Linked DNA regions of Gossypium hirsutum: regions 2 and 3 are each linked to region 1. A link is a contact called in public Hi-C data. All regions are on one chromosome and are shown on one strand. The core of a region is the stretch at or near the end of the contact, and the rest is flanking DNA. Distances in the headings are between cores, read along the strand shown.

Region 1 (3,385 bases), core at 271-2,770:
TCAACTTGATCTTCATATTCCTTAATGTTCCCTCTAGGATTCTCCTCAAATCTTGCTATCCTGAACTGTTTTAGCTCAACTCCCTTTGCCTCTCCTATAAGCGCTAAATCAGCCAATATCCTCCCTATCGCGGGTGACATCTTGAACCCATGACCTGAAAATCCACCTCCGATCACCACATCCTTCCCGAACTCCCCTCCCAAAAAATCGATCACGAAATCCTCATCAGGTGTCATCGAGTACACACACAATTGAGTCATGACTGGTTTGCTCGAATCGACTTTCCCTTTGAATCTTTGCTCAACCCATTGCTTTAATGAATCGGGCACAAGTCCTGGTCCCCATGGCCTTTTGTCTGGGTTACATTGATAGCCTCCATGTACTGCTACTTTAATCAACCCTGGGTACTCCAGTGACGGTGTGCCATAAATGTATGGATGTCCGTAGCTAGCGAACGTCGGAAAATCATTTCCAATTGCATACTCGACCTCGTGTCCGTCCTTAATCCGCCAATAACATACATTGGTTTCCAATGGTTGGATAGGAAGTTCAATGCCGCGCACCGTTTTAACCAAATTTCTCATCCAACCACCCACTGTCACCACACATTTTTTACCCCAAAAAATTTCACCATTGCTTGCAGCTACCTTCAATCCTCGGTCACCATCTTTGTTTATGCTAACCACTTTGATGTTGTCCTTAAGGCATGCACCATTCTTGAAAGCCAGCATTTGGAACATTGACACTGCCTTGGTGGGCTTGATGATGCCGCCAAGCTCGCACGACACGCCAATCCAGTCCTCTGGTATATCGATCCGTCCGGAAAATCTTTCAGCGACTTGCCGGTGATCGAGGACTTGGTACGGGATGCCGTTCTTTCTACAAGTAGAGATCACAGAAAGGAGACTCTTGGCGTCGGATGGGCCCATGTCGAACTGTTGGGCCTTGAAGTAAACCTTGAACCCGATTTCAGATTGAGCCTGCTCCCACAACCGATACGACTCATCGACCAAGCCGAAGTAGTAGTCTTCAGGGTACGTTGCTCGTATGGTGCGTGACTCGCCGTGAGAGGAACCTCGATGGTGGAGAAAGTCAAACTGCTCGAGGAGTAGCGTTTTTTGGACTCTTTTGGCTAGTTGGTACGCCGTGGAGCTCCCCATGACGCCCGCCCCTACGACGATTACGTCAAATTCATTGTCCGAATATCCCGTATTCATCGCACTGTTACAGTGACAGAAAGGGGGTTTAGCTATTCCTTTCAACTTGGCTTAGTTATTATTTCGCAGAGTGTGGCATATATAGTAGTACTAGCCAATAGCAGTAGGCATCTAAAATGATATTTTAATGTAAAAAAAGGCCCACATTTGGGAGGTAATTTCATTATTGCCATATGTTGTTTGTTTCTTCCTGATTTGACTAAAGATTAATGCTAAATTCCGTAATACATACGAAAGTTGGTAAGCAATATATTTGGAACTTTTCATGTTCTAATTATGCTCCCAGTTCATGTATTTTTTTCACATTTTAAATTCAGTCCTTTCTTTTTAATTCTATAAAATCCCTCAATTCTGTTCAATTAATAATTATATTTTAATTAATAAAATCATTAAAATATTTATATTAAAGTGTGTTGTAAGCATTTTCTGTTCGAGTTAAACTTGAATTAAGCTTGATTTGCACAATAAAAAAGATTCAAAGATTCAAACTTTTGAACTTTATGATTATTTTTTACCCATGACTATTGTTATTAATAAAAAAGATCTTGTGTTTTTCTTAATAAAACCCAATGTTTTGAAATTAATTTTTCTTTAATAAAAGTATGAATAATCTTACAACACCATATTTGCTTATTTAACCACGTAAACATTTAAAAAAAAACAAATCACATAATTCAATTTTGAGTTAAGTCAATGCACTAAATATAACAGAAATACAAGAACAATGAGCATAATTAATGCTCGTATGATTTCGCTTTGTGAATGGCATCAAAATCAAGTGCAAGGAAAACATTATACTTTTGCTGCACATTGATAGGACTTTATTGAAAAAAAGGGGCATTATCATTTAAAAAAAGAGTTGATAATGAGAATCTCTTGGAAAGCCAATCCCTTTGTCATATTAGGCAGCTTTATTTGTGCAACACCCCTCATTTTTTGTCACCATCCATTTATCCCTTTCTTTTTTTCTTTTTTCTTTTTTTTTTATGGTTAATTCATCTTTTGCTTTCTATGATGGCCCATTTTAGTATTATTATTTGATACATTTAATAGTTATAAGCTCAGTTTATTTATGCATGTATGCTTAGAAATTAATAACATGGTGTTTGCTTTAAGCACGTTCCAAAAATGGAGGGTCTTGGATGACCTAATGCAATCACAATTGAAATGATTTTGAATATTCAGTATGTTCTGCAACATACAGACTGGCATTGTAACATCAATCTATCATAACGACAAATTGAATATGGCATGGCTGACTCATCAATGACTAAACATTTGACCCACTAACAATAACATATTCACTCATCTTTATTGTCCTCCCAAATCAGAACTTCTTACAACTTGCAAGCTCAGAATGATTTAAGTCTAATGTGGTATTTAATGTTTGAGTTTAGTTTTAATATTTAATTAGATATTTAAATTTTTTATCTTAATTTAATATTTGAGTTTGATTTTAATGTTCAATCTTAATATTTAGATTAATACATGCGTAGATAGGGTGACATCCTTTAAATTTAGTTCACTCAAGTTGTTAATTTTAAAATTTTAAAAATCAGCTAACTTGCAATGCATTTCTTAATGAAATCTAGGCATTTTTTTAGTCAAGATGTCTTCTGATTGATGAAAGATCGATCTCTTAGATTCAAAACTCATTTTGAATCATCTTATTTTGAGCTCGGTAGCTCGAGTTATGACCATTTTAGTGAAGATTGCATAAGCATAATTTTTAGGACGAGAATATTATGGGAATTATGAGTTTTGGGCTTTTATTCGTGTTTAAATGATATTGAGTTTGACTTTAAGGCTTAATTTTGATTATATATAATCCCTGATTTTTATTTAATAAGTTTTATATTTTTTGTATTTATTTATTTCGAATTTTAGGATATTTTAAAATACTTTATGTTGCTTAGAAGTTTTATATTTCTTAGTTGGCAAGAAGATTTAGTTAAACTAAAATTACTTATTGTTTAGCCAAATTAGAAATTTTATTGAATTAGTTTGTTTTTCATTAAGTTTGTTGTGGAGTGTGCCTCACATTTTCCCTGAAATGAATCCGACGTCGTGACGACGACAAGCCGACGTCTCGACGACGCAACACACAACATCCCGATGAGAAGAACCTGAAGTCCCGATGACGCGACATGTGATGTCCTGATGAGCCG
Region 2 (3,535 bases), core at 453-2,952, 160 kb before region 1:
AAAAAAGCCTTTCCAGCTACTAGCATAAAGTTCAAGGAAGTTCACCCATTAGCATATGGCAATTCCTCACGACCACGGTATGGTGGAGACCTGCTGTAGCTACGACCACGAGGAGAGGGACTGCGACGCCTAGGGGATCGTCCACGAGGACTGTAACTTCTGTTTGGAATTAAAAAGTGTCATTCGATTGTAAAACTTCAATCAATCATGAATAGAAGGCAATGTTTTGCTTAGGAGGCCTTACCTGCGCCCATAGCTTGGGCTCCTACGATATCTAGGGCTGCGGCTGCGACGTCTTCCGGAACCACCACGTGTACGACATTCTCGAGCAAAATGACCAGCCTCACCACACTCGTAGCACTTCAAATCAGAACCACCCGACCGTCCCCGACCACCTCCACCTCCGCCTCCGCCTCCACGTCCTCCTCTGCCTCTAGAATTATGAGAAAGCTCAACTCTCCAGCCATTCTTGCCTAAATCCAAATATGAGACTTATAAAGCTAGTATAGTCTGTGAATCTCAAATGATAACTGTATGCTTGTTAAAAGATGCTATTAAGAAAACAAAAATCAGAAACTAGCAACTGGATGGATGAATGAGATAAAACCATGTCCCACCAACAAGTTTTACAGAATTTTGAATTAATATATAAAACTAAATTGGAGAAATGTCAAACATAACACAGCCACATGGGCAGCTTAATTCTGGTCTAACAGCTCACACAAACTTCCTCCACAAATAGACATGAAGGTTAAACGCTGTTAAAGGCACATTCTTCATTAAAAAAATCCAAATCTAAAGAATTATGAGACTATCAAATTATGAATTTCATCACTAATCTTTCTTATTCATAAAGGAGCAGATCAATAACAATGCATTAGCTCCTAACCAAGGAGGAATACTTAGAAAAATAAAAACTAGGTTGGCATAATTTGTTTCCAATACAAAAAAATAAAAAATAAAAACCCACAACTAACAAGACAGAAAATTTAGGATGCAATTAGTGTCATAATCAGAAATGAGGAAATCTGGTTGGAATACCATCTAATTCACGAATTGCATCCTCGGCGTCTCTGTGATCATCAAAGTCAATGAAAGCGTAACCTGGTGGCCTTCTAGCAACCCACACACTGCAATATATATCAAATCAGAAAGACGAAATTGGATAAAATTATGACAGAAAAACGTGCTGGAAAGGTGCATATTACAAACAATTGTTGCTCACAATGTAGCAGTAAAAAAGAAGACAAAAAGAAAAGAGAGGTACAACAATATTATTCTACCTTCGAATAACTCCAAAGACACGAAACTCGTCTTCAAGATCTCGCTCCGAAACTCGTGGGTCAAGGTTACCCACGTAAACTCGAGACATTTCTTTTTTTCTCCAAAGAAACCTATCAAAACAAATTTCACGTTATTTCAAGTCTCACTTCAATACCAAAATCCCCAAAAAACAATTGTAAAACCTAACAACGAAATAAATCAAGATAGATGTAAAAACAAACTGCCAAAATTGAACGTAAAAGAGAGATCTAAAAGTTAAACCTGGTGAGTTGCGAGAGAGAAGAGAAAGAAACCCTAGCAGTAGCAGCGGGGGAAATTAGGGATTTTGATTTTTTAGAAAAAGAAAAAAGAGTTATGAACGTCGAAATTAAAAAAGAAAAACTCTTAATAGAGTTTAGAGCGCATACGAAGTTTCCAAGATTACCCTTGCTTGACAGTCTTTATTTCAGATTCAGTTCAAAACGAAAATAACGATTTTGCCCCTGTAGTATTCTTATTGAGCCATAAAGGCCACCAAGAAATAGAATGCCCAATTTGCTCAACTATTTGACCCAACCCCTTATGCTCGATGGATAGCAGTCGGTTGATTCTGTTAAATGTTGGAAAATCGATTTAATCCATCAACCCTATGCTTTAACCCATCGAATTAGGTCCTAACTATAAAATATATATATATATTGTTACCCAGTGATGCATGGGTTAGTTTATTTATTTAATATATATTTTTTAGTTAATTAAAATATTTTAAATAAAATTAAAAAATATTATCTTATAATTTAATATTAATAAATTTTAATATAACAAAAAGATATTATGAATATTATTAAATTATATGTCATAGAGAAGCTTTTTTTCTCTATGTGTTGTAAAAAAATAAATTATATGAAATCATTAAATATATATTTATATTAATAAAATTTATTTGTTGTAAAGTAAAACTCCAATTCCGTATTTATAATTTTAAAAATTTACACTATTTAAGCGTAATTAAAAATGTATAAATAATTAAATTTTAAAATCAATAAATAAAAATCAATATCTTTGTAAAATTTTAAAATTATATAATATGTATAATATTATTTTAATGACTAATTTTTATATAATATCTTATTATCATACTAAATTTTATATTTAGAAATTAAATAGTATTAAAAATTTTAAAGTAATTGATAAATTTAAATAGATAATTTTGTTAATTTTTTATATTTCGTTTAAAATATTAAATATTTTAATAATAATAATATAAATTTTATATTTATTTTTCACTTTTTTATATTATTTTTCATGGTTTTTAATTTATACTGATCTATCAATTAATTATTACCGTTTTATTAATTTTAAAATAAATTATCAAATTTTAACATTTAGAAAACCAAATATTATAATTTTTAAATGATTTTTAACAATGTTTTTTTTACATTTTTTACATCTTGATTATATATTATCAAACATTTAAAAATAGTTAAATGGATAAAATAATAAATAAATATAATAAATTACAAAATATTTACTTATATTAATTATCTTAATATGTTTGTCCTTCCGTTTAAATTTCAAATTTAAGATAATTAAATTTATCAAATTACTAAAATTTGATTTTTATTTTCAACTATATTTTTTTAAAAGTGACATTTTTGGTAAATTTTATTTATTTTTATTGGGTTTTATGTGTTCCTTATAGGTTGTCAATCTTTATAAATAGATGGAACGATTATTTTTTTTTTTAAAATCACTATGTTTGAATTTATGTGAAAAATAAAAAAGTATTCAAGGAGTAATTTAAAAAATTAAATTTAAATTTCAATAGGAAAATTTATAAAGATATTTCAAAATTAAATATTTTGAAAGGATAGTTTGGTTAGAAATATATAAAATAATTTTGTTGAACTAACTTTATTTCATAAATTATTTTGATATAATAAATATATCTTTAAAATATAAAAAATTTTTTAATAAAGAATTCAAAGCATAAATAATATTTCAAAACTTCTAAACATTTTAGAAAATGCTTTAAACACTTAAAAATATTTTTGACAAAATTTTAAAAATAAATTTAAACTCTTGAACTTAATCAAAACCATTTCTAATCAATTGAAAAACTATTCCTTACAAGAAGTATCGATGTTTTCTAAAATATATCGATACTTGTAAAATTATATCGATCTTTCATCTTTTTATCGATACCAAATCTGCTTTTTGTTTTGAATAAAAAATTGAACACAAACAATAAGTATCTATACCTTGAAAATTA
Region 3 (3,215 bases), core at 311-2,810, 210 kb after region 1:
GTAATTTGCATTACTACAGTATGCAATGGTAAGTAGAGTGTTTGTCGAAGTATAGACCAGTAATAGAAATCACCTTGGGGTAATCTAACTTCCTGAAATCTGAAGTTCAATAGAAGCATGTCATGACACGATAACAAACAAATTTATTATACATAATTTTTTTTCTTGATTTATTTATGTGTTCTTGTTACTGTAAAATAACATATACAGCATGAATTAGTGTAAAAAGAAAAAATGGAAGGGTTAAGAAAAGAATTACCGGCACCATCCGGTTTTGTAGAAAAACTAAAAATAAAAAAAGTTGGTCAACTGTTTTATATTAATAAAAAGGGAAGGACTACACGTGATTCCCGACTTTTAGTCAGCTTTGAGCCTGTCTTTGAAATTCTTGTTCATGTAATATTTGTTTAAATCTAACATATTTCAACTTTTTATCAACAGATTTGATTGGCTTAAGACTTTTTCAATATGAATTAAAAAAAAAAGAACTAACACTAGTGTTTCTAGATATCATCCATTCAAGTTTTGTTTTGTCTAATATGAAAATTGATTTAAATTTTGCCATTCCTTTTGAGTTTCAAGGCGAAAGGATAATATAAAAACTAAAATTGACTTCACCCATCACCTAAGAGTTCGATCAAACCTTAACCCATGCCTATAAATATTTGCATGTCAAGAAAGGAAAATTAAAATGAAGTATGATACATAACGACTCCTCTTCTCCATGCCTAAGGAGGAAAAACTCATGTACCAACTTCGAAATAAAACGAATATAAAAGAAACCTAAATTTGATTAGTAATAGCGAGAGCTTCTACTTTATATGTTCATTGTCAACGTTGTTGAGTTATTTCAAACCCCTCATTTTCTCCTTTGGACCAAAACCAAATCTTACATCACCTTGGGTCCAAAACTTCCAAGAAAAACAACAACAACACGATACAAAAGCAATTTGGTTTAATTTTGGTCTTGCTCTCTCTTCTCTTTCCTTTTAATCTAAAAAATCTACTCCAAATTAATAATTCAAGTTGAATTGATAATCATTATAAAAAATTTATCTTTAAATTGGATTACATATTAAATTTAAAATTATATTTCTTTAACACGGTTTTAAATATATATAACGAACCATAGATTTTGGGTGGCTTTATATTGGCCATAGAATCAACTTTATTTTACAAAAATGCTATATAAGCCAGTTTAATTAAAGTTTTTAGATTGCACGTCAATTATTAAATTAGAAAATAAAACTAGAGATTAAATTTAAAATGTGTAATCAGTACAGGGACTGAGAATACAATTTAGACCCAACAATTATCAAAGCTTTCTCCAAGAAATTCTTAAAATCAATCTTAGCCGTTGGACTAAAACTCCACTATGGATTCCCATCATTTCTATTACCCGGTCACCCGGTCATCGTTCAACCTTTATAATCAACCCTTGTTGCTCCCTCAGCTCTAACTCTTTGCCTTCCATCTTCTTCCCTTCCTTTTTCTCAGGCTTCAATAACTTGCTGACCTCTCAAGTTACCTTCCCTGCAAAGCTTCGTTTCTGTTTCTTTGACCTCAAAATGGCGGTGGATCTGATGAGTTTTCCGAAGATGGATGATCAGATGGCGGTACAAGAGGCTGCATCGCTAGGCTTGAAGGGCATGGAGCACCTGATCCGTCTCCTTTCTCACCAGTCCAACAACGTCGACTGCACCGACCTCGCCGATCTCACCGTCTCTAAATTCAAAAAGGTCATCTCACTTCTCAACAGAACCGGTCACGCCCGGTTCAGACGCGGGCCGATTCAACCCCTTTCTTCCTCGTCTTCCCCCTCGACATCATCCTCTGCTTCTCTGTCTGTTCCGAATTCTCAAAACAATCTAACTCTAACTTCTGCTGCGATCTCAACGCCGGCGACCATAAATACGGCGGTGGTCGGTACTTCGGTTATCAGTCCTTCTAGCTTCGTTCAATCGCAGCCGCAGAGTTTGACTCTGGACTTCACAAAACCTAATTTGTTTGGCTCCAACGGTAAAAGTACCGAGTTGGAGTTCACAAAAGAAAGCTTTAGCGTTTCCTCTAACTCTTCGTTTATGTCTTCTGCCATCACCGGAGACGGCAGCGTCTCGAACGGGAAGCAGGGATCATCTCTATTCTTGGCGCCGGCGCTGGCCGTTTCGACGGGAAAGCCGCCGCTATCGTCGACACCGTTCAAGAAGAGATGCCATGAACATGACCACTCCGATAACGTTTCCGGCAAGATATCTGGCTCCGGCAACAGCAAGTGCCATTGCTCAAAGCGAAGGTATATAATATTGTTTTCCTAGTTTTATCCTCCAATTCATGGCATATTTTAACCGTCAGTTTAGGTTTTTGACTTTTATGGGATACCGTAAACAAAATTCAAAGTCGAATAATTTAAAGTAACTTAATGAGATAACTCGAGTCGAGTTGCTTTGAAACCGGCCGAGTTTAGCTGGAATCAATATCATGTAGATCGTGGGGCGAATTATTGGTCAAAGCCTGGGGGGTTGTTGAACAGTTTAGGCATATTAAATGATAGAGCGCGCGCGGTAACCAGAAAAGCTGTAAATTTAATTGGGAGTGGCAATCAAATTTCTGAACCTCGGTGTTACAACTATTTTGTCTTATGAGATGCTTTTCAAGTTTGACTTTTCTTTTTGGTTAAATATATGGGACCATAGAACTGGCGGTGCATGATAGGGAATCCTACTCCACTTTATTTATTATTTTAGGTCAAATTATTGCTTACGGTTTGTGTATTGGTTACTTGAATAATTTTCAGGAAAAATAGGGTGAAGAAAGTAATAAGGGTTCCTGCCATAAGTTCGAAGATCGCCGATATTCCACCAGACGAGTATTCATGGAGGAAATACGGGCAAAAGCCAATCAAAGGCTCCCCATTCCCGCGGTATCCTGCTGTTCTTCCTTTTTCAATGTGCAACTTCATATCATTAGATCAAACGGTTGATAATTTGTGTTTTGACTTATTTTCTCAGAGGATATTATAAGTGCAGTAGCGTTAGAGGGTGCCCCGCGAGGAAACACGTGGAGCGAGCCCCCGATGATCCGTCAATGTTGATTGTAACGTACGAAGGGGAGCACCGACACACTCAACCCGCAATGCACGAGAATATGGCTCCTGCCGTGGGAATGGACTGGACTTCGAGTCAACGTGATAATAAGCAAATATTAATCTAAGTTAA

Evidence for each region. A called contact is a pair of places that touch in the nucleus more often than the background predicts.
Region 2: a contact with region 1 is called in a Hi-C map of leaf, with 2.8 times the contacts expected there. The contact joins the promoter of LOC107901642 here to the promoter of LOC107901637 in region 1. A contact is called at or near these places in 9 of 34 Hi-C or Micro-C datasets (callus, hypocotyl, leaf and 1 more).
Region 3: a contact with region 1 is called in a Hi-C map of leaf, with 1.9 times the contacts expected there. The contact joins the promoter of LOC107961713 here to the promoter of LOC107901637 in region 1. A contact is called at or near these places in 15 of 34 Hi-C or Micro-C datasets (anther, callus, hypocotyl and 3 more).

The regions. Positions count from the first base shown.
Region 1 is chrD06:26,173,664-26,177,048 of Gossypium_hirsutum_v2.1, forward strand. It overlaps LOC107901637 (probable sarcosine oxidase), which reads right to left and starts at 1,521. Exons shown (of 1, transcript XM_016827710.2): 1 at 1-1,521. The coding sequence starts at 1,217.
Region 2 is chrD06:26,012,113-26,015,647 of Gossypium_hirsutum_v2.1, forward strand. LOC107901642 (serine/arginine-rich splicing factor RSZ22) reads right to left here and starts at 1,703. Exons shown (of 6, transcript XM_016827713.2): 1 at 1,546-1,703; 2 at 1,284-1,394; 3 at 1,042-1,130; 4 at 245-473; 5 at 46-159. The coding sequence starts at 1,372.
Region 3 is chrD06:26,384,550-26,387,764 of Gossypium_hirsutum_v2.1, forward strand. LOC107961713 (probable WRKY transcription factor 17) reads left to right here and starts at 1,561. Exons shown (of 3, transcript NM_001327715.1): 1 at 1,561-2,293; 2 at 2,795-2,920; 3 at 3,009-3,215. The coding sequence starts at 1,569. The coding sequence ends at 3,183.